5 separate regions of the Mus musculus genome follow, and regions 2, 3, 4 and 5 are each linked to region 1. The links are chromatin contacts, called in public HiChIP or PLAC-seq maps. All regions are on one chromosome and are shown on one strand. Each heading gives the region's core, a stretch centred on a gene start, on an enhancer-like site or on the middle of the called end of the contact. The rest is flanking DNA. Distances are from core to core; before and after follow the strand shown. Region 1 has its middle 7.3 kb from the start of Gm26295. Region 2 overlaps Lsg1 (large 60S subunit nuclear export GTPase 1). Region 3 has its middle 46 kb from the start of Fam43a. Region 4 overlaps Xxylt1 (xyloside xylosyltransferase 1). Region 5 has its middle 93 kb from the start of Fam43a.

Evidence for each region. HiChIP or PLAC-seq counts read pairs in DNA pulled down with a chosen protein or histone mark.
Region 2: an H3K27ac HiChIP or PLAC-seq map of embryonic stem cells shows a contact between it and region 1, with 8 read pairs. The contact joins two enhancer-like sites. A contact is called at or near these places in 1 of 39 promoter capture datasets (macrophages), 1 of 484 Hi-C or Micro-C datasets (embryonic fibroblasts), 15 of 115 datasets of contacts at active chromatin or transcription factors (the SCID.adh cell line, astrocytes, craniofacial prominence and 6 more) and 3 of 9 other capture datasets (adipose tissue, liver and pancreatic islet).
Region 3: a contact with region 1 is called in an H3K27ac HiChIP or PLAC-seq map of embryonic stem cells, with 21 read pairs. The contact joins two enhancer-like sites. A contact is called at or near these places in 5 of 39 promoter capture datasets (cranial neural crest, embryonic stem cells, liver and 2 more), 3 of 484 Hi-C or Micro-C datasets (bone marrow-derived macrophages, embryonic stem cells and nephron progenitors) and 12 of 115 datasets of contacts at active chromatin or transcription factors (cardiomyocytes, embryonic stem cells, epiblast stem cells and 3 more).
Region 4: a contact with region 1 is called in an HNF4G HiChIP or PLAC-seq map of pancreatic cancer cells. The contact joins two enhancer-like sites. A contact is called at or near these places in 3 of 39 promoter capture datasets (the 3T3-L1 cell line, hippocampal neurons and liver), 2 of 15 datasets of contacts at CTCF or cohesin (both in the NIH/3T3 cell line), 11 of 484 Hi-C or Micro-C datasets (Sertoli cells, adipose-derived mesenchymal stem cells, brown adipocytes and 6 more), 5 of 115 datasets of contacts at active chromatin or transcription factors (the NIH/3T3 cell line, embryonic stem cells, heart atrium and 1 more) and 1 of 9 other capture datasets (embryonic stem cells).
Region 5: a contact with region 1 is called in an H3K27ac HiChIP or PLAC-seq map of embryonic stem cells, with 8 read pairs. The contact joins two enhancer-like sites. A contact is called at or near these places in 1 of 39 promoter capture datasets (the C10 cell line), 1 of 15 datasets of contacts at CTCF or cohesin (the NIH/3T3 cell line), 6 of 484 Hi-C or Micro-C datasets (bone marrow-derived macrophages, brown adipocytes, embryonic stem cells and 1 more) and 5 of 115 datasets of contacts at active chromatin or transcription factors (cardiomyocytes, embryonic stem cells, large pre-B cells and 1 more).

The regions. Positions count from the first base shown.
Region 1 is chr16:30,819,208-30,823,654 of GRCm38.p6, forward strand. No RefSeq gene overlaps it. Among named protein-coding and RNA genes, the nearest start is that of Gm26295, 7.3 kb to the left of the region's middle. Within about 2 kb of position 2,279, at least 149 of the 459 cell types and tissues checked have an H3K27ac peak or open chromatin away from gene starts, as enhancers often do. A contact at or near this core is called in astrocytes, brown adipocytes, embryonic stem cells and 3 more, where this site is marked.
Region 2 is chr16:30,570,262-30,574,708 of GRCm38.p6, forward strand. It overlaps Lsg1 (large 60S subunit nuclear export GTPase 1), which reads right to left. Exons shown (of 14, transcript NM_178069.5): 6 at 4,285-4,345; 7 at 2,932-3,108; 8 at 904-1,275. Among named protein-coding and RNA genes, the nearest start is that of Lsg1, 15 kb to the right of the region's middle. Within about 2 kb of position 2,195, at least 34 of the 459 cell types and tissues checked have an H3K27ac peak or open chromatin away from gene starts, as enhancers often do. A contact at or near this core is called in astrocytes and embryonic stem cells, where this site is marked.
Region 3 is chr16:30,643,753-30,648,199 of GRCm38.p6, forward strand. No RefSeq gene overlaps it. Among named protein-coding and RNA genes, the nearest start is that of Fam43a, 46 kb to the left of the region's middle. Within about 2 kb of position 2,494, at least 42 of the 459 cell types and tissues checked have an H3K27ac peak or open chromatin away from gene starts, as enhancers often do. A contact at or near this core is called in embryonic stem cells and pancreatic cancer cells, where this site is marked.
Region 4 is chr16:30,967,684-30,972,130 of GRCm38.p6, forward strand. The region is part of intron 3 of Xxylt1 (xyloside xylosyltransferase 1); the gene reads right to left. Gm15742 (a long non-coding RNA gene) reads right to left here. Exons shown (of 2, transcript XR_384807.2): 2 at 1-2,256. Among named protein-coding and RNA genes, the nearest start is that of Gm15742, 6.6 kb to the right of the region's middle. Within about 2 kb of position 1,823, at least 145 of the 459 cell types and tissues checked have an H3K27ac peak or open chromatin away from gene starts, as enhancers often do. A contact at or near this core is called in liver, nephron progenitors and pancreatic cancer cells, where this site is marked.
Region 5 is chr16:30,690,938-30,695,384 of GRCm38.p6, forward strand. No RefSeq gene overlaps it. Among named protein-coding and RNA genes, the nearest start is that of Fam43a, 93 kb to the left of the region's middle. Within about 2 kb of position 1,759, at least 43 of the 459 cell types and tissues checked have an H3K27ac peak or open chromatin away from gene starts, as enhancers often do. A contact at or near this core is called in brown adipocytes and embryonic stem cells, where this site is marked.

The DNA of each region.
Region 1 (4,447 bases), core at 1,029-3,528:
AGGAACTCTCCTTCTTCTTCAGGAACTCGGAAGTCCTGTTTCGCTCAGGACTTCCCACCTCAGGCAAGCAAACCTGTCCCTCAACTGGGGCATCTGGAAATCACTCATCCTACTTGCTCAGCTCAAGGACAGGTGCTCAACGCTTCCCTCCTGTCTCTCCTTCCAGCCCTGCCCCTCTGTGATCTGCTTTCCTCCCAGGTGGCCAGGAAGCAAGATGAAGGAGATCAGAATGTGAAGTCCAAGATGATCCAGCTCGCCCTAGAATCTGGGCTTCTTCCTTCTAAGCACTTTTTCTTTTCTGCTACCCACCCCCCTCCCCAACAGAAAACAGTAGTGTCAAATACTGTGCTAAAGACACACTTCCATTTTAAGAAAAACCAGTCTGGCCTCAAGACTTCTCATTTTCATAAAGTGAACCAAAAGAAGGATTCTGAATTCCCCTGATTCGACGAGATTTTTTTATAAGGTCTTCTTGCCAGGAGAGCTGTTTTAATTGAAATCTTGGATTTTAAAGTATACCTGGACAGGCCTATTTCATCTGGGAAAGCCAGGGATGTTAATACAGAATTTTGTCTTTGTTTTCCTTCCAGTTTTTAAATAGGGAAGTGTTCAGAGCCTAGGGATGTGAATTGTGCCCTTGACTTTGACTTCATTATTTTAATTGTTTATAATCTTCATTGTAACACAAAAACTGCAGTTATTTCAACACAGACGAGAATGTATTCAGCAGTCAATCCCAGATAATGCCGAATTGTTGGATTCTAATGATGCTCGGCTCAAACATCAAAATGCTATTTCATAAAGAATACAGTATCTTTTTTATTGCTCTCACCGAGTTTGGCATTGACCATAGGAAGAATGGTAAGGGTCTATGATTCACAGAAGAATGATACCTCAGACTCAAACAGTATGCAAACGCAAAGAGTGTTTTATTCTGCTAAAGTCCAGCATGCTGGGGTCTTCCATTACCAAGATAGAGAGACAACCAAGTGAGCTTGCAGGCCAGATTTAAAGAACGTTAGTGGATTCCAGGGTAGGTAGTCTCCAGGGGCATTTCAAAACTAGGGTGTTGCGGGGGGGGGGGGGGGGGGGCTGGAAACTGTTGCTGAGGAAGTCTGGAAACTTGCTGACCCGTTGTCCTTGCTTCTGTCCAGGTGGCCGGGCAGCTTCTAATGGCAGGGCAGTTTCTGACTAGCTGCCTCAAGTCTGGGGCTTTTTTCTAGTAACTGGCTTACCTGGGCTTGCCTGGACTTGCCCAGTTGTTAGACCTAGACTCTCTAGACTTGCAGTTTGAAGCCTGTCATGGAGTCTCACAATTAATCTAGAAGGGCTGCAGAAATGGCTCAGCTGCTCTTCCAGAGGACCCAGGTTGATCCCAAAACCCACATGGCAACCTCAACCACTTGGAATCCCAGTTCCAGAGGATCTGACATCAACTTCAGACCTCTGTGGGCATCAGGCACACACGGGGTGCACAGACAAACATGCAGACCAAATTATACAAACAAAATTAAAAAAAAATTTTTTTTTTAATTGGGGGATGGGATGGAGTAAATGTTCTAGAAAACCTTATCCATGTGTTGGAGCCAACAAAGAGCTCTGGAGCTACTCCAGTTTAAACTGTCAAACATTAAGCTACCATTCCAAGACTGGGCCCCAAGTCTTAGAAAGTACCATCAACTCCCTGGGCGATTCTTAGCCATGGCATGGCTCACCGGCATCATTGCAGGAAAACGTCTCAAGGATGCTCCCTCTGTTAGCAACACAGCCTGTATAAGAGCACCCCAGCTCTTGCACAGCACCTGCAGACCAGAGCACCACAGCAATGCCTCTCTGTGGTAGGAGGGAAAAAAAAGCACCAAGGATTTATTGAGTCACAATCAGAAAATCTCTCCAGTTGTGAAAATGGCGTAATTTACAGATAGACAGACTACCAGTTCTGCATTAGATGAGGTGAAGAAAAGAAAAAGATTCCATTAAAATATTGTTATTTCACATTCTCTGGATAGCTGAGCTTCCTGACTGACATTCTTCTCCGAGTTGGAGAGGAAGCTCTACCCAGCTCAGCTCTGCGTGGAGTCCTGAGGCACAGGACAAAAGCATGGTCGATCAGTGCAGCATTCCGGAGTCAGGGGCTAACGGGGAGCCTTCTCCCTGCCCGAAGTCACGAGGTCACGGGGCAGGAGGAAAGAGGAAAAGAGTGGGGGAAAGTTGACCCAGGACTAGTTGCATGCCAAAGTCATTGTTCTGGCTCAGCCACTCCTTCCTGGAAAGTGGTGTGTGGGGGAGGGTTGCGCAGAGCCTCCCGGCTCCGGTTTCCCGGATGTTGCTGGCTCCTTGGAGATCCCTGGGGTCTGCTTATTTACCAGGCTTGAAGGCCCCAGGGACAGAAGGATGTGAGTGGAAATTATTCGAAGTGAGACACAAGGAGAAACCAAAGGCAAAGTAAAAGCTTTCACACGCTGCTCGCAGCTATCTTTCCGTGCAAATTCTAATCAATGAAGCAGATGTCATAGCTTTACTGCCTGCTACAACTTTCAAGTGTGTTTCATGGCGTTTTGTTTGTTTATTCATTTATTTATTCCAGCAATGACATTTGGAGAATGCTTTAAAAATGCCAACACAAAGAGAAGAGACACATTTAAGGCTTCTGGAAAACAACTTTTAGTGCATTTCAAGCTCATCTCTAGCTATTCCAAAATATATTTAGTTCTCTGAAGTCATTAACAGAGAGAGGACCAGGTCCCTGCCAGGAATCTCTCCCGCTCCCTCCCACGCGTAGTTGATTAATGGGATCTAGTCAGGCTGGGTTTTAATATGCTTTGCTATCCAGTGGCACACGGTCAGTGAGCTGAGAAGCAGAGTTCTGGAAAAGGCACGTGTGGAGAGTTGTGGAGAGCGCATGACTTTGGGTGGAGATCAGGGTGGGTGAATCCAGGGACTTGTATGGTGGGCACAATGAATGAAAGGGACAATCAATCTCTGCAGATCTGCTATAGGAAAATGCCCCAGCAGACTCACTGTGCAGATCCAGAGCACCCAGGAGCAGAGAAGAAGCCCCGTCTCCATAATAAGCCATTTACCAGGGTGCCTTAGACAGCGTTGAAATTCCCGACCTTGGCATATGTCTGGTACACTCCTGGTGCCTTTTGCTGGGAAGGCTGCGGAAAGGGCTCAAGCTGATGGCAGACGGAGGCTAGATCTACTGTAAACACTGACTCAGCGAAAGGCAAGGCGAGTGAAGGCCATTTCCCCCAGGAAGGAGATTTTCTGGTACCAGGCTCAAGTTCCCAGCAGAGGCCCATTCTGAGAATGTCATCCCATGTGTGGGTTTGGGACTCATCTCATCTTATGCTCCTCTTAGCATGGTACAATGTTTACCACGAGTGAATAGATGTCTGCAAGAAGGGCAGAATAAATATTGGTCTGCTCTCTAGGGAAGATGATGGTGTTGGCATTCAAAACTGGGACAAACAGGTGTGGTGCATATTTAACTTATCAAAGTGGACCTGGCCCTCAGGTTCTCCCAGAATCCCTCAGTCCCTACCTGGCATACCCAGCCCTCTACCCTGAACTTTCCAGCTGAGGAGTGGAGCTTCCTTCCCCGCCTCCAGAAGTTCTTCCCTCTATAACACTGAAATGTTGGTAGTCCCAGCCCTCCTGACCCTCTTTTTCTCTCTCTGCTTCCTCTTCTCCCTCCCCTCTGTCTCCCTCCTCATGGCAACTTATCTGGCCTTGTTCCTTGGGATCAGAGAGTGGCTTCCCAATCAACCTGCCTTTATATAATCTAATCAAGCTTGAATTGACTCATTTCATCCTAGCAGAGGGGCGAATTCTAGACAATGCCAGCAGAGGGGATCTTGAAGATTCTCAGTGCCTAAAATGTTGATAAATGGTGGAGCTGATAGGCTTTCCCGGTGCCCCTAGTGAGTCACTACCTGTTGTGTACACAGCCTGCGATGCTACCTGTACCCCCAGAAACAACTAGGAACATACTGTGTCACCTGAAAATAAGTACTTTCTTTAAAGGGGCAGGAAAAACACTGGATCATGGCAGACTGCCTGAGAATGCCTGTGTCTAACTGTGGCATTGTTATAATGACTATGGTGTCCCCAAGGTTCTTGTGCTACATGCCTAATTCTCTGTCACTGACACTATTATGGAATGTGATGGAAACTTTAGGAGATGTGGTCTTACTGAAGGAAGTAGGTCACTGTGGGTGTCTCCCTTTGAGGATTATGGCTGAATTCAGTCTTTTCCTATTTTCTGTTACACCCCCCCCCCCGTTTTTTTCCAATTTACACAAGCTAAGGCTATTTTGGAAAAGGGAAACTTAACTGAGAAAATGCCTCCTCCATAGGGTTGGCCAGTAGGCAAGGCTTTGGGGCATTTTCTTGATTAGTCATGGATATGGGAGGACCCAGGTCACTCTGGGGCAGGTGGTCC
Region 2 (4,447 bases), core at 945-3,444, 250 kb before region 1:
GAAATGCCATTTTACTTCAGCATTTTTTAAAAATTACTCTCACTATGGGTGTGTTCACTTCTGTGTGTGCAGCACCTGCAGGCAGTGCTCACGGAGGCCAGAAGAGGGCCAGATCCCTGTGAGCTGCCACATGGACCTTTTCACCTCTGTGAAAGTAGCCAGCGCTCTCTCAATTGCTGAGGCATCTCTCTAGCCCCTACATTGTAAGTGGCCTTCTGCTGCTTTAGGTGGTGGATGGAACACAGGAGAGAGAGCTAAACACAGGATCTACACCTCACACTAACTGAAGAGCTGAGAGACCCGACCTGCTACAGCCTCTCTCTACCTTGTTTTGCTTCTCTGGAATGAGCTTTCTTATATATGCTGTCCCTGACAGCCTCCACGTCCTTAGCTAAGGACGAGCCACGTAGAGCCGGGCTGTATCCTTTACAATTAGGCCATATAGCTGCGATAGCAGCTACCCTTTCCATTTTTGTTATCTTTATACAATAAAAGTATCTGTCATAGTTTGTCTGGCCAAGGCTGGGATTCTCCCTAACTAACGGCATCTGAAACAGCATAAGCTGGCAAGGATGCCAGGATGTCTACAGAACACCGCACTGAAGTCTGGCAATGTCAAAACCTGTCTCATTCTCACCTCTCAGCAACGGATGTGACAAAGACCTGAACTGGAAGGAGTCTATAGAACACATTTAATATAAACATGTGTGGTGACAATATAACCCTGAGATGTTCCCTTTGAGTCAGACCCTGCCCCTCCACTGCCTCACCCCATGATACCTTCCCTGTGTCTTCCCTGTGGTGCAGAAGCCTGCCTGACTGTGTGGGTCCACCTGTAGCTGTGGAAGGACAGGGACTGCTGCAGGCTCTCTCATGTGCTGGCTTCAGTGTCCTTCATCTTACCAGCCCAACAGTTAGCTGTCCATCTTTCACTTTCTTTCCAGTGTGGAGTTTCTTAAAGAGTTCCAGTAATTCCTGTTTCGACACCAGGTAGCTATCATTGTTCACTTGTTGATTTTCTGCGTTTTTTCTGTTCTGAGTCTCAGAATCCGCATTACAGCCCTCCTCCTCCTCAGGGACGCTGTCTTCTTCTGAACACGTCTGCCAATCTTCCTCTTCGTCCTCCTGACAGTCCTCATATTTGCTGTCACCACTGTCACTTGCGGACTCCTCACTAAGCGAGATCAAGTCTCTGTGTGGGATTTCATTCGCATCCAAACTGGAGCTTTCAGACTCTGTTTTGTTGGTGTCTCCAGCAACACTGTCTACTTCCTCCTGATGAAGTGACAGAAACCACAAAGCTTCAGACCTGTGTAACCGCACTTTACACACAGAGGCTAGTGATGGAAGAACAGGAAATACTATGCTGGAGACCAGCATATGGGCAGGCAAGCACATAGGTGGACATCAGCAGATGCCCCTAGCAGGGCAGACCTTCACTTCTGTTGCTCTGTTGCTGCAGAGCTAAGACTGAGCCCAGGGGCTTTTGCATATGAAGCAAGCAGTACACCATCCCCAACCTTGTTCTGATTTTATAATTGTTTTAAATATGTCAAAAAGTACCAAAGTCTTTTGATCTTAAGTAAAAAAGAGCACAGACCCCTGTGTGTGAAATTCAGAGGCTGCAAAATTTCATTCTAGATTGGTGATGACCATGATAATAGACAGGAGCTCACTATGTAGACCAGGTTGTCCTTGAACTCAGAGATTTGCCTATCTCTGCCTTGCAAGTGCTGGGACTAAAGGCAAGCATCACAACACTTGAGCCGTCATGCTTGAAAGCAAACACTTTAACTCCCCGAGTCAAGTTTCTAGCTAGGTTTCCATTCTAGAAATCTCAATCTTTCTGTATGTCCCTTAGCAGGCATGTGGGATAAACACTGTGCTCCATTATCCATCAATGTTAGTGGTAATCATAACAGAAATGGATAAGCACCAAGATGAGAGCCCCAAAATGGCATCTATGAGGTAGCTGAGGGCAAGAACTGAACACTGGCAGAGGAAGAAACCAAGACGACAAAGAACAAACCCTCAGATCAACAACTGGAGCTAGCTTAGTGTCACTGTAGGGAAACGGCTTCTGACTTTAGAGATTAAAGCTGCCTGGCCTTGGTGCCCTGCCATTGCTGGAGGCAAACTTTTGCATGCCTGGGCAAGCACTGTACCACTGCTAGGCCCTCAGCACTAATTAGCCACTGACAGATAATGTGACCTTCCAACAGGGAAACGGAAGGAGGGAGGGATTTCTTTCACTGGAGTGTAGAGCTCAGTAAATAATGAGTTCATCCACGAGAGGGGGTTGTATTCACAGATCTCCCCCCCCCCCCCCCCCAGACAGGTTTTCTCTCTGTAGCCCTGTCAGTCATGAATTCACTATGTAGATCAGGCTGGCCTGGAACGCATAGAGATAGTCCAGCATGCACATCACCTATATTAACACCCATTAAAAAGCCAAAAGATAAAAGAAGAGGGGAAAATATCACTTCTAAGTGTCTTCTAAATATCAAAGATACCAGGACTGATTTTTTAATAGACTTTAAGTTTTAGTAAAACTTGGTTAAAGATAAAAGAAATTGCCTACACTCTTCAGTTGTACCCTGTGCACTGTGAAGTTTCTCTTAAAAGCAAATTAATAATTAAAAAAAAATATGAAACTTCTTAGACAACTTCCTGAAGATTAAAAAAGTTAAGGTCTCAGATGCGAAAGAGTATACGGTACGGCATGAAAGAGTATATGAAATCACAAAGTATCCATGTGGTCTGGTTACAGATTTTTAAATATTTTTATAGGCTCTCCTGTAATCACTGAACTGGGGGGAGGGGAATCCCCAAACAAAGTAATCCTTACAAATCACCAATATAAACAAAACACATTAGTCAGAAATAAGGCAACCCCAAAACCCACCTTGAGAAAGGCCCCCAGCCCATTACCTTCAAGTCACCATTTAGGTGATCAGTTTCTGCCAAAGCTGACCAGAAGATAACCTTTACCCCTTCCTTTTCAAAGTGCACAGCCCAGGCAAACCGCTGCTCAGCAGTCAGCAAGTCTGCCTTGTTTATCAGGATCACGTTCTCCTTGGCAGCATCGATCTCTTTCACGTAACACTCCTATAAAGACAGACATTTCCAGTCCTCAGACAACAGCTGGGCTCATCAGCACCACAGATTCCCAATTAAAGCTGAATCAAACCCCAACCCCAAATCACTTTCTTTTTTGTAGTTGTTTTGTTTTTTTGAGACAGAGTTTCTCTGTGTAGCCTTGGTTATCCTGGAACTTAACTCTGTAGGCCAGGGTGGCCTTGAACTCAGAGATCTGTCTGAGTGCTGGGATTAAAGGCAAGCAACATTACTACCAGGCTTAAATCAATCTCTCTCTCTCTCTGTCTCTGTCTCCCCCCCCCCCCCCCTTGGTTTTTCGAGACAGGGTTTCTCTGTGTAGCCCTGGTTGTCCTGGAACTCACTCTGTATACTAGGCTGGCCTCGAATCTGCCTGCCTCTGCCTCCCGTTAAAGGCGTGAACCACCATTACCCGGCTTAAATCATTTTCTTTAAAAAAAAAAACTATTTTTGTGTGTATACATGAACCTACACATGCTCTACCATGTATGTAGAGGTCAGACTTTGGTCACTAGGCTTGTGCAGCAAGTTCCTTTAACCTGCTGAGCCATCTCCAAGGATGTCCTTAAATCACTTTCTAACTCAAAGATTAGAGCTTTTGATGCTTCTACTAACTGATCCTCTCTGTGAGCTCTGAAAAAAAGTCTACCATTAATATTTTTTGCTGTTCATGAGTTGAGAGAAACCACTATGGTCTTCACATAGAAAAATGTACACCGCACATATGCACCATGAGTTCAATTGGATCACGTCATTTTCAATAATCCTTACGCCTAACACTGTATTAATGAGCTTAGTTCATCTGTAAACTAGTACAGGTGTAGTAAGGTGTGAAGAGAGAACTCTGGAGTGGATTAAACAGTGACGGGAATATCCTGAGGAAAAGCAAATGCCATTCTGACTTGGCTCCTGAAGACAAGAGACCAGCAAATGGCTAGCATGAAAGGGCCTGCTAACCAGCAGCTAGAACGTGGATTCCAATGTCTATGCTCTCTACAGATGGGAACACCTGCTGAAGCAAACCTGTCTACAGAGCGGCAGTGTGTAAGTTCTCGGCTTTGAAGAACAGGGAGTCTGAGTTAGACTAGACTCAGCTAGAGAAGATGGAAGGCTTGCTCAGTCACTGCTGAGGAAGGCTGCCAAGGACCCAAGGCAAAGTTCACTTACCAAATCCTCACATCTAAACAGGAGCGGGTTTCGAGCATCTACGATCTGGACCACAATATCACTGGGGGGAAAGGGAGACAATCCAGTTACTGTAAAGTAAAGGAGACCACTGTTGACACAGCACTTAGCACTTAGCACGGAAGCTCACAACTACCTCCCGTGC
Region 3 (4,447 bases), core at 1,244-3,743, 180 kb before region 1:
GCTTTCTAGGAGGAAGCATATCACTGGGGGCTGGCTTTGAGGCATCAGAAGCTCAAGCCAGACCTAGTGGTTGACAGTCTCTTACTTCTGCCTTTGGATCAAGATATAAAACTCTCAACTCTTTCTTCAGTACCGTGTCTGCCTGCATGCCACCATGCTTCCCACCATGATGATAACGGACTAAACCTTGGCAAACCATCAACTCCTTCTTCAGTACCGTGTCTGCCTGCATGCCACCATGCTTCCCACCATGATGATAACGGACTAAACCTCGGCAAACCAGTCCTTAAGAGTTGTCATGGTTTCTGGGCATTGGTGGCACACACCTTTAATCCCAGCACTCAGGAAGCAGGGGCAGGTGGATCTCTGAGTTCGAGGCCAGCCTGGTCTACAGAGTGAGTTCCGGAACAGCCAGGGCTACACAGAGAAACCTTGTCTCCAAACAAAAACCAAACCAAACCAAACAAAACAAACAACAACAAAAAAGGGGTTAATGGTTATGGTGTGTCTTAGTTAGGGTTCCATTGCTGGGAAGAGACACCATGACCACGGCAACTCTTATAAAGGACAACATTTAATTGGAACTGGCTTACAGGTTCAGGGGTTTGATCCATTATGATGGCATCTTGCAGGCAGACATAGTTCTGGAGAAGGAGTTGAGAGTTCTACATCTTGATCTCAGGCAGCAGAAGGGGACTGGACCAATACTGGGTATAACTTGAACAAGGGATACCTCAAAGCCCGCCTCCACAATGACACACTTCCTCCCACAAGGCCACACCTCCTAATAGTGCCACTCCCTATGGACCAAGCATTCAAACGCATGAGTCTACAGGGCCATACCTATTTAATCACAACATGGTGTCTATGTACTGCAATAAAACCCTAACTAAGATAGTTTCTAAATGAAAAAATTAAATAGGGGGAGGAGGACATGACTACTAAAATATGGAGAAGGGTTCATTGTAGATATAAGGGATAAAACAGGCAGAGGGAAGAGTCCAGGCTGGGCCTGGCCAGCAGACTAAACCCAACCATGAGAGGAGAGAGAAGGAGGGAGAACAAGAGAGCAGCCACTCACCAAGAGGTGGCCCAGGTCAAGGCGCCAAGAGGTGTGGCCAAAATGTCTGAATTACATAGGGAAAGCTGGTGGGGGAAAGGCAGCCCAGACCCTGGGGTGGAGAGTTCAGGGGAGGGAGAAGAGCGAGCCAGCCATGCCCTGTAACAGATAGGGACTGAGGGATTCCGGAAGAACCTGGTGGCCAAGTCAGCTTTAATACGGGAAATAGGCACCTCAGCTTGCCCCGTGTTCAAGATCTAACGGTTTCAACAGGAGCAAACCCCCTACACCCACAAGTTCTATGGTGGTTTGAATATGTTTGGGCCAGGGAAAGGCACTATTGGGAGGTGTGGCCTTCTTGGAGTAGGTGTGGCCTTGTGTGTGGAGGAAGTGTGTCACTGTGGGCCTGGGCAATGATACCCTTCTCCTTACCACATGGGAGCCAGTCTTCTAGTGGCCTTCAGATGAGTGTAGAACTCTCAGCTCCTCCTGCATCATGCCTGCCTGGATGCTGCCATGTTTCCACCTTGATGATAATGGACTGAACCTCTGAACCTGTAAACTAGCCCTGATTAAATATTGTCCTTATGAGAGTTGCCTTGGTCACAGTGTCTCTTCACAGCAAAGCAAACCCTAACCAAGACACGTTCCCAGTGAGAAGTTAGCTCCCCCAGACAGAAAAGCTCAGGTTTTCATGGCCTCTGGAATGATGGAGAGAAAGAGTCTTATTTGGACTTCTGATTCCTTTGCGAGAGTCTGTTTTCTCTCTGCTGCATTTAAATGCTGTTTGAAAACAAAGTGTGCGGGTGTGAGTGTGAGACACCGCTGCCACCGTGCAGTAACACACAGCAGTGTAATTAGTACCTGGCATTCTGAGCAAGAGAAGGCTAGACACTCTAATTCTAGAGAGCCAAGAATGGAAGAAGAGTGCCACACATGGGGGAGAAATACACTGGGGACACACTGAAAGTTAATGTCCCCGAGGCATCCTTCCTTTCTCTTTCAGGCAGCATCAGTGATCATGAAAGGTTTATTTTAAAAGACTTGGGTTGCATACAGACTATATACGTCGTCCTCTGGAATGCCCTGTGGTGTGTGATGCCTGCTTTCTGGCTGACTTGAGAGGAAATGGAAAGTTTAAATCATGGGCTTAAGTACCAGAACCAAGAATTAAACTGCGGTGACAAAGCAGTCCCTTGGCTGTGGTTCCAAAGGTCACTTTGCAGAACAAATGTTGCAATAACAAACGGAGCTGGCATGCTCTTTCCTTAGGAAGACTTCTTCTCATCTCTGGTCCAGTTACTTCCTTGCAAGGTCTAGTGTGTCCCTGGGAGAAGGGGACCTCCAAGTCAGTACAGCAGTGAACTGTTTGATCTGGGACAGCCTGAGAGACCTGATCACACAGCCTGCATCTACAGATTTTCCACCTCTACAGGGGAATGCCTGTGTTTGCAGTTACCCTGAGCTCCTTTAGAAGGGAGGGGACTGAAGCGCAGATGTCTGGACACCCCCTGCTGCTTCTTTTGTTATGCAACATGGCTTCTAAGCACGAGGAACCTAGAAATAGAGAGGCTTTCACTCAGAAGGTATTTACAGAGCAGCTCCTGTAAATACTCAGATGGAAGGGGTTCTGGGCAGACCTGGGCTGGGGGACAGTTGTGTGCAGCGATGTATAAAACCAACGCACTTCCTTCCCCGCTAAGGGTGCAACTCAGTGGGGGAGGCTGATATTAAGTAGCACAAACCCAGAAAGCCATGGGAACAGTGCCAAGTGAGCTTAGAACTAGGGGGTCCAGTCCAGAGGTTGGGGAGGGCTTTGCTGAGAAGGTGAGTAATTCGGAGAAGACTGGGAAGATCTGGGGTAGGGGTTGGGGCATAGGGATGTATGGGAGACTGGCATGGAAAGAATATTCCAGAGATAGGGAATGGCAAATAAATAAATAAATAAATAAATAAATAAATAAATAAATAAATAAATAAGGAAGACAGGACTGTCCCTAGGTATGGTAGAGGAGAAAGGGTGTGGTATGCCAGCCATATTCTGTAACAGGTAAGGGAACTGAAGGATGTTGGGAGAGTCTGGTGGCCAGGTCTGCTTTGATATGATAAACAGACACCTCAGTTAGCCTCTTGTTTGAGACCTAAGAGTTTGGTCAAAGACCTGGAGGGAGGGAGGCTGGGGCAGTGTGGGAGTGGGAGGGGTCAGCGCACTGGACCAAAGCTTTTATTTTGCTTAAGGGCAGAAGGCCCCTGAAGCAGAGATCTGCCATACTCAGGTTTGCATCTGAACATCTGGCTGGCTGCTGTGGCTCAGGAGGCATTCTCGAGATACTTGGAGTCAGGGTAGTAGAGATAGAACATAGAACAGGGTGGACGCCTGGGAGAAGATGTGTTAGGCTTAAATGAAATATTTTTTTTGTAGGAAAATGGATTATGTTAAGTAAAATAAGCCAAAATCAGAGCTTGTATGTTTGTGTGTAGTCAGGGGACCATTGCAGGGAGGAAGAGATTTTTTTTTTGGTTTTGTTTTTATTTTTTGAGACAGGGTTTCTCGGTATAGCCCTGGCTGTCCTGGAACTCACTCTGTAGACCAGGCTGGCCTCAAACTCAGAAATCCGCCTGTCTCTGCCTCCCAAGTGCTGGGATTAAAGGCATGCGCCACCACACCCGGTGCGATTAGTATTTCAAGTTGGGAAGGAAAAGTGAGGTTAGGACCTTCCTCAGTTTGGATACATGGGGATTCAGGGGCCTTAGTACACAATATACAGAAGTCACTCTTTGTCACACCAGGCCTCACATACTCTTGATCCTTCTCCTCCATAGCATTGGCACCTCTCACAGTATTTTACAAAGATGCTTCAATACAGCAAGGGTGAGAGTTTGGTCTGGCCATTGGGCCACCATGTTGACTAACAACAAATATGGAGACAACCCAGGTGGCTGGTTGGTAGTGGTCACTCAAAGTAAGGTAGACCCGAAGACAAGATTGCTTTGAGGAGAACGGCCACCATGTTAAAGGAACACGGCTCCTTGATTCCTGAGGTACTTTCACCTCTGACCTGCTCAGGATCTAAGTGTTTGTTGTTCATCTGAGTTGTCACGTGGTTGTTCAGCCAGTGACTTGGTAAGAGCTATTCTATAATTCTATTAACACGGAATGGGGAGCTGCTGAGTAGTTAGTGCATGCCAGACCCTGCTCTAAGCCATCTGTTTATGCACACTGGTGATGGGCTAGGAAGGAGCCACCATTTTATGGATGGCGAGACTGGAAGCTGTGAGAGGTGGCTAGTATTCTTCTGACTTAGAAAGCTTTCTCGCAGTGAGAAGGTACGGGCTTTCCCTTCTTGTTCCTTCCCTGTGACCTGACCCCTCCTACAACCTTCCCCC
Region 4 (4,447 bases), core at 573-3,072, 150 kb after region 1:
AAGGAACTCAGTCCCCTCTCCCCTAACATGATCTATACGACCTCTACATGGCTTCCTCAACCCTAGTCCATTTCCCGACCACTTCCTCAGACTGCAGGATCATGGTCTGAGGTCTTAATGGTGTGACGCCCACTGCTGGGAACCATCAGTGGCACCCCCATGTGCTCTCCAACCCCTGCACATGTTCCCAATCTCAGGGCCAGGTTTGGGAGCTAGGACAGCTGGTGATGCTGGCCTGCTTGGCCCTTTCTCCAGGTGGCCCAAGACAAACACGCCTATCCTCCTTCCTGGCCACGCTAACCTGGGCTTCACCCAGGCCCACAGGCTTAGATGTTCTCTTTGCCACTTCCCCAATGCCAGCTTTCTAGGGAGAGGCTCCTCCTGTTAAACTGCAGTGTGTTCCTCGGCTCCTCGTCAGCGACGTCCTGCCTGCCTCTACTCTTCGGGTTTCCAGATGATTCTTCTGAGTCTCTGCCTAGTCTGGGGTGCCTTCCAGAAGGCAAAGATGGCTCTCCCAGCCTCTTCCCACGTGTGCTGGAGTCAGAATTCTGTCTACACAGGTGTGCCAGCGACTACCTGGAGAGTGCACAGGAGAAGAAGGGGTGTGGCCTGGGCCCACCCAGACCAGACAAGGAGGGTGTGAATGACTGTGAGGTGTGGAACTTGAGACCCAGATCAAAACTGGTATTAAAGTTAGATACCAGCTCCAGCCACTGTCCAAGGAAGGTGTTCAAACCCACCATCAGTTCTGGACACAAGCCTTCCAACCTTCCTTTTGGAGCCCTCTGTGCAGGGACGCCTTTCCTCTTGGGGCCCAGCTGTCCTTTTACTTTCTTCCCTGTGGCAGTTCAGGCTGCATGACTGCTGACCACAGAGGAAGTGTCATCATTGGGCCACATCCATGTCAGTTGGGCGTGCATCTGCATCTAGCCCACACTGTGGAAAAGCCTATGACCACAAACCCAGGGCTAGAGGAGAGTCCAAACTGCTCCCCTCGAGGACAGAGTTCTTAACACTGGCTTCCTCTCAGAGGTCTCCACCAGAGGGAGAAATCTGGGCTGTGGACATACCTTGTGGAAGAAGCAGAAAAGAAAAAGGCAACATGCCTAGCACGGCCAGGCCAGGCTCCACACGCCACCAGCAGACCCTGACTGGCTGCACTGCTGAAATCCACATGCCCTGAGCTAGCCAGCATCCTCTACTGGTTTCTCCTCCCTGATCTCTCACTAACCTCCCAGAGATTCCCTGACCCTTGCCCAAGACCAAGAGATGCCTGCCTCACGAGCAGGACTCTGATTGGCTGTGCCAGGCCTCCAGGCCTCGCCTGCTCAGACAAGGGAACACAGGAAGAAGGCAGACTCAGCCCCATCTTACACACAGGTGGGCACCTATGGGATCCTGGAAATTTTCAAATTTACCATCCTCTACAGAAGGACAAAGCTCTCACTGAGAGCACTCCCTGCTGGCTGTGAGCCTCTCCGTTTTGGGACCCTGGGCTGGATCTGGGGTCTTAAGGTCCCTGCAGAGCCAGATCTTCCCATCTCCAGGTCCTTCCTAAGCCTGACCTGTTCCACCCAGGAAGGAACCAAGCATGCATGGTGGGGGCCCCTCAGAACCCCTGACTGTGAAGTGTTCCTCCTTCCCCGACTCTTCCCGAGAGCTCCCTGAAGCCCTCTGTCACAGCAATGTGTACTCACAAAGCTCCCTGCCTCCCTCCCCGCTCAGGTCCTCTTACATAAGAGCACCTCTGGTTTCCCTGTGCCTGTGAAATGAGTGTCTGGGGAATCGGCTAAATGGAGCCGAGCTCAGCGGTGTTGACACAGCGTCACGTGGCCGAGCGTTTGCATAGTGGAGGAGCAGACAGAGGACTCTGAACCAGTCAGTGTGTCCTGCCCCAGCTCCTCCAGAACTCAACATTCTATCCCAGAGGATAGGCTGTGAGGGCCGTGTGCGGGATGCAGTATCTGACACCCGGGCACCTTTTAGGTGCAATCTCTCTTCCTTTAGCTTCAGATGGCTCCCCAGTATAGGAGGAAGGGTAAGGTATGACAAGACTGGGGCAGGAGATGAAGCATCAGGTAACTTGGCTGGTGGTGGAGGACGGCTTGCTTGCTTCCTTCACTGGCCAGTGCTGGGTGAGGCACCCAAAGTGCTTGCAGGGACGGGTCACTCTGCTGGGTACATCCTCAAGTGTTCTTGTTACCAGCTCCCTGAAGCATGCACCAGGGCCACTGCCAACTCTTGTGGAGAAGAGACCTGCAGAAAGAAGGCTAAGGCACTCAGGTGTGCATGGCAGCCTTCACGGCAGGGACACCGGTGCCCAGTGAATCTGGTTCTGCCGGCAGCCCAACAGAACCAAGCCAGGTGCTTCCAGAAGCCACTCACTCAGCTTTGGTAGGAAGAGAAACTTGGACAACCTTCTTTCCTGGAGCTTTAGAGAAGGCCGTGCGTGTTGAAGGATGTAGCCGGGTGACATCTAGCAGAGTCCCTTCTAGGGGCTATGTGCGCACACATGACCAGCACAAGCCAGCACACTCACAGTGACAGACACACACACGTTCCCTGCAGTCCGAGTCAGTGTGTCTTTGCCCTGGGGAGGCCATCCCTCCAGCTTCATCTTGGTAACCCTTCTCACAGCTCTTTCCCAGAAGCGCTGCTTTGTTTAGCTGGCCACTGAAATTAGGACAAGGGGACAAGTGTGGTCAGGTTTCCAATCAGGATACTTTTCCTTCTGTGTGTTTAAAATGGGACTCTGATGGAAACCGTAGGGCCCCACACAACAGGAAGCCACTCACTTCTCTCAACTCTGATGGGATGGGGCCATAGTTTGCTGGAGGTTCGAAAGACTGATCCCAAAAGGAGCCGTCTCCCAACTTCAAAAGGGTGAAAGCGCTGAGGCTGGGCAGTGAACCCCGACACCTTCCTCACGTTCGAAGCTTCTGGTTTTGACTTTGCCTTGGCTCTAAGATGAGCTTCTACAGTCAGCTAGTCTCCACTGCCTGGGACTCCTCATTTCTCTGCTGCTTGGAAAGAAAATAGGAAACAGTGGGCCCTACTTGGGGTGGGGCAATCTGCTGCTGGACGAGCGTTGACTCTCAGTTGGGGACAGCCTGTCTAAGCCCCTTGCTGGCTGTTGCTTTACAAAGTTATTGTTACCTATGTGCAGGCTGCTTTGCCTGGTGCCAGTGGAAGCCGGAAAGGGGGACTGGATCCCCTGGAAGTGGAGTTCAAGATGGCTGTAGGACACCATGTGGGCGCTGGGAATTAAAACTGTGCTCTCTGTAAGAACAGCCAATGCTCTTAACCACTGTGTTGGTTTTTCTGTAATGCACATGGCATGTATGTATATGGGTAGCTGGCATTTACTTCAATAATTATTACCTGCCAGCTACTTCATGAACAATTTATAAGTGATTTCTTTTAGTCATTATGGGACTTGGAGGTACAGGTTACGATAATACAGATAATTATGACAAAACCTGTCCCTAAGCACTCCTCTACACATTTACATACTTGAGCTGTCTATGCATGCTTGGGAGGTACACATTATTAAACCCATTTTCTAGATGAGGAAACTAAGGCTTTCAGGATGTAAGGATGACCGTCAAAATGCCCAGCTAGTAACGGTGAGACCTCTCCTTTCTGCTTCACTGCCTCTCAGGCCAGGCCACAGCCCTACTCTGAGCCCTGATGGGAGCTGGGAACAGTATGTGTCCGGGGCTTCTAATGGCCACAGAGTGACAGAGGAGACATGGACCATCTAAACCAGGCAGATGTATAAGACATAAGTAGATGAGAGCTTGCCATGGGCTGAGGAGGAAAGATGCAGGGCAACCGTTCAGAGGATGACATTTCTGCTTGGGTAATACAACTGTTTTGGAAATAGGATGGTGATGGTGGGACATTTGGGCAGAATTAATGTTATGGACTTAAAGATGTTCCAAACGGCAACTTTTATGTTGCATATATTTTAGCAATTTAAAACTGTGGCAGAAGAAGGCAGGTGTGACTTTAATCTCACCACTAGGGTGGTAGAGGCAGGTGGATCTCTGTGAGTTTGAGGCCAGCCTGGTCTAGAGTTACAGGAGAACAAGGATAAGTAGTCAGACCCTGTCTCAAAGAGGAAACCAAGTCGTTAGATACAGACACGGGACCAGCTCTCTAGAGACCCTCCTGCCACTGTCCGTGGCTGAGATCTCTCAGTCCGTGGTCTGTTTCCAGCACAGAATCAGTGGATGGAGCAGCTGTCTCTCTTCCTATGTCCTAGTGCCACACGGTTCCTCTACAAGCCACTGTGAGCTGTGTTCCTCCAGCAGGCCTGAGCCTGGCGTGCAGCGGGCACACTGCCCTCACCCAAAGTCAGCCCCCTTCATGTGTACTGCAGCCTGCTGCAGGCATAGATGTCACCAGTTTCCGTGGTTTCCAGAGCCGTGGACACCAACAGGAA
Region 5 (4,447 bases), core at 509-3,008, 130 kb before region 1:
CATAGGGACATTTGCCTTTCCTGTTTTTTTGTTTGCCCAGAATATAATCTGTTCTTTCCTATTTTAGGGACTCCTCAGTATATGGATCTTACTGGAGGAGGCAGGCCACTGTCTCCTGTGAAAGAGCACATGGTCTAGTGGTCTCAATGCCTTGACCTTCAGGGACTAGGTAGGGAGGCTGATTCGAAAATTTACTCCCAAGATAATTCAGACCATCTTCAGTTTTCTCAGGAGTCCCAGAGAGATCTGAGAGACGTGGGCTTCAAGCATATTTTGGGCTTCAAGCATATTTTGGCCATACTTCAGCCTGTCATATGTCCTATCTCCTGGGACCACAAAAGTCCTGGTGCAGGACAAATCAAAGCAGGTGGATTCTCTTAGAGAGGGCGTCCTCAGCTAACTTTGGTTCTCCTTTTTCCTTCTGTTTTGCAGGAAGGCGTGGGAGAGAACCAAAAGCAATTAGCTGCTTGTCTTTACTGTCTGGAACAGTGTTTACACACTTAAAGTGTCACCAAGGGCTAATTGTAACTGCAGAGACGGGGAGTGGGTAAGGAAAACCAGACTGGAAGCGAGTCCAGGAAAATATTGATTTTTTTTTTTTTTTTAAAGAAAAGGAGTAGCAGCCAGGCAGTGGTGGTGTACACCTTAAACCCAGCACTTGGGAGGCGGAGGTAGGTAGATCTCTGAGAAACCTCCCTGTCTCAAAACAAAACAAAACAAAACAAAACAAAACAAAACAAACAGAGTGAGAGAGAGAGAGAGAGAGAGAGAGAGAGAGAGAGAGAGAGAGAAATAAGGAAAGAGGAAAAAAACGATAAAAAAGAAAAGGTAATTGAGCTTCCAGTTTGGGTGGTTCAAGGGCTTGGCTCTGTTGCGTAAGGGCCCCTTCTCCTTGTTGCTTTTTCATGGTGGACGTTCAAGGGTTGAGCTTGTCCTTGTAGCAACCCATTCTCAGGAGAATTGTAAGCTGGGCACGGTGGCACACACCTGAGATCCGGCCCGCAGAATATGGGGACAGCAGGGTTTTCAGTTCTAGGCCCTGAGCGATATGGTAAGACCCAATCTATGAGCTTCAAACGATTAACAACAAAAGAAAGGCCCCAATCCCTAAGGCGGTGACTTAAATGACCGCCACCTCTCCTAGGCTCCAGTTCTCACTCTGCTATCACATCGTCATACTGGATGCGAAGCCACAGGAGCACAAGCGTTTGGGGCACAAACCACATCCAACCCTTTATCTAGCTTAGATGGGAGGGCGCCTTCCAGCTTACGGTTTAACACGTGTCCCTTGGCATGGTTTCCCGTGTGTCTTCCGGTGGGTGTGTCTTCCGTTGCTCCCCCATCTTCTCGCAGTTTGGAGTCTTTCCAGGAGCTTGAGAAGAGGAAAGCTGTAGGTTTGCCGGGCATTCCTCCTCCCACACCTCCTCACCTTCCTTTCAAATCATCTAATTTCTTTCAATCATTTCGCCTCTCTCTGTCTCTCCCACTGTCTTTGTCTCTGTCTCTCTCCCCAAATGCGTACATAAACGACTAGGAGCGTGAGGTAGGCAGTAGACCGTTCTTGTCCCCAGGGACTTCTTTGCCCGTGCATGGTTTTCTTTGCATTTTCTTAGTTAATCCTGGAGCTTTAACAAGCCCATTCAAAACGGCCCCAGCTCACTTTTGCTTTTACAATCCTAATTGCTTTTCCCTTTGGGGAGTGAATCACAGGCTACATTTGCCAGCACAGCCCAAGTCCAATCAGATTCACTGTCCCACAGTTGTAGAAATGACGGATTCATTGTCCCACAGTTGTAGAAATGAACGTGCCTGGGAAGTGGGTCCCAAGGCTCTGTCTGATGTGTGACCTTGGGCTAGTCAACCCTCCTGGGAGACAGATTTCCTCCTCTGTCAGGCAATGGGCAGGACTGGATGGTCTCCAAGGACCCGACAGCTCCTCGAGACCCTGAAGTTTATTAAAAGAGAAAGCATTCATAAGATTTATGAGTGGTTATTTTTTAATTATAAAAACAAAACATGTTTGTGGCAAAAATTAGAACAATTCAGAAGTATGCAAAGCCAAATTGTCTGTGACCCTTCCTTCCTCCACCAAACCCCAGGGACCTTTTGGGCCCTGTATTTGCCAAGAGCACTTAATGCCCTTGTGTGATGCTGACCCCAAGTGACTCCAGTTCCCTGGATAATGAAGGGCTGTGCTGGGAAGAAACTGCATGCACTCTTACAGAGGGCTCCCTTTTCCTTAGAGGACAACCACAGACTTTAGTGTTGTTTAAGAGCTGTGGAACTCTGCTGCTTGCAACCTACCTCACTTATATTTTTATCAGGAAATAGAACATAGAATCCAAGCCTTAGGTTTGCACGGTCGGTCATGTCTTGAGAGGAGAGCTAGTGACTAGGGAATCCAACTATCCTATAGCAGCCACAATGGAAAATACAGGCCCAGAGATTAGACATTGATTTGAGTGCTCTGGTCTTTCAGCCAGCATGAATCTTGCCTTCTAATGCGTGTCTGTTTTTAATCAGCTGGAGTTGGAGTCTGTAGCTGAGAACAGAGATGATGCTTATTGTTACAGAATGGCAATGAGATACAGTATATACTACCTGCTGTTATGGGGGTGGAATCCATGAAGAGGCATGGACCAAGGACTCCTGACCACCCAAGCTGCTTTATCCCTTCTGTTGTAGCCCCCACTTGCCTCTACAAGGGCAAAGGCAAGGTGCGTGTGTGTGTGTGGGGGGGGGGACTTGGGAGATGAGTAGAACTCAGAAGGGAGAAGGATGGTTGGTGCTGAGGCAGGGGGAGACCTGGGAAAGGTGTGCAAGGGAGGGAGAGAGCATAGGCTGCTTTTCTCCAAAAGAAGATACAAGTGTGTGTGTGTGTGTGTGTGTGTGTGTGTGTGTGTGTGTGTGTGAAAGGGTGAGAGGCTAGACCTGGGGCACTCCAAGGGGCTAGATAGAGAAGCTCAGTGGTTAGACCTGAACTATGGAGAAAACAACTGAAACCACAGGCACATAGGGAGAGAGCGACCAAAATGTCTGGATTATATAGGGAAGAGCTTCTGGGGGAGGGGCAGCTTCAGGGAAGAGGGTGGGGTATGCTCTGTAACAGGTAGGGACTGAGGGATGCTGGGAGAGCCTGGTGGCCAGGTCAGACTTGGTGTGTAAAATATGCACCTTGGCTATTTGTCCTGGGTCTGAATCCCAACAAACTCATCATTAAAATACTGCTCAGTATTACTGTTATCTCATTCATTCATCTATTCATCTGTTACTGGGTGAAAGTTTCTTCTCAGCTTTTATCTCCCCCACCCCCACTTCTTGGATGGCTTCAAACTCTTTATGTAGCCAAAGATGACCTTGAACTTCTGATTCTCTACCCTCTTCCAAGTGCTGGAATTCCAAGCATGCATTACCACACCTAGCTTAAGTGATGTCTGGAGTCAAATTCTGGGCTTTCTGCATACTAGAGAAGAACTCTATTAGCTCAGTTTACATCCCCAGCCTCAGGTCTTGTCTTGAAGAACAAGAACACAGTCAATTTAAGAAGAAGTTTTCTTCCAAAGGTGAAACAAAACAAAGCAAAGTAGAGAGAGGGAGGGAGAGGGGGAGGGGAGGGGGAGGGGAGGGGGAGGGAGAGGGAGAGGGGAGGACTGGCCCACTGAGTTAAGTGCAGCCCAGATGGAACATGGAAAATTACAACTTTGGGTTATTGATGGGCAAGTGGATTCTAATAGCTTAAAAGGTAGATATCTGCTTAGCTCTAATGCTGATTAAAGTTTTTAGTTTTGTTTTTTGTTTTTTGTTTTTTTTAATAAAGAGGGCTATGAAAGGGGGTGAAGGGAATGGATGCTTGCAAGGAAGAAAGAACTGTGAGCTGGGGTAGGAGGGCTGCACCATTTTCTAGAAACCTGGCAGGTGCATCTGTCTGTCCAGGTCAGACCTGTGGGGCATGAAGTGGTGATAGCTGGTCTCTGAGTTTGTGGCTTGGAGGCCTGAGAATATTGGGGTAGGAGCAGTGATCAAAGCCCGGGGAGATAACCCTAAGGGCCTCAGTTCTGGGTTGCATAGCCTCTTGGTCTCTCATTTTAAGACAGGCACCTGGGAGGGCCAGAAGTCCCTCTGCTTCTATCAGGATTCATTATTCTGTTGTCTTTTCCTACAGTGAACTGAGAAAACCAAGCCTAGGTACTTTAATCTGGGAGCCTCAGGTCTGTTCCTTATGAGGCATGTAGGCTGAAGTGACTGGAAGCTTAGAGGATTCCAGGAAGGATGGGAAAGAGACAGTGTGAAACGTTTCAAGAACTCTCTGGGAGGATCTGCTCTTCATAGGGTCTCACCTCACACTGGGCATGCTGTGCGCTCAGTTTTGCCATCTATAAGAATGAATGAAATGATGTCATCACAGAGAATCACGGTGAGAATCAAGTTGCCACCTCAAGCAGCGCCT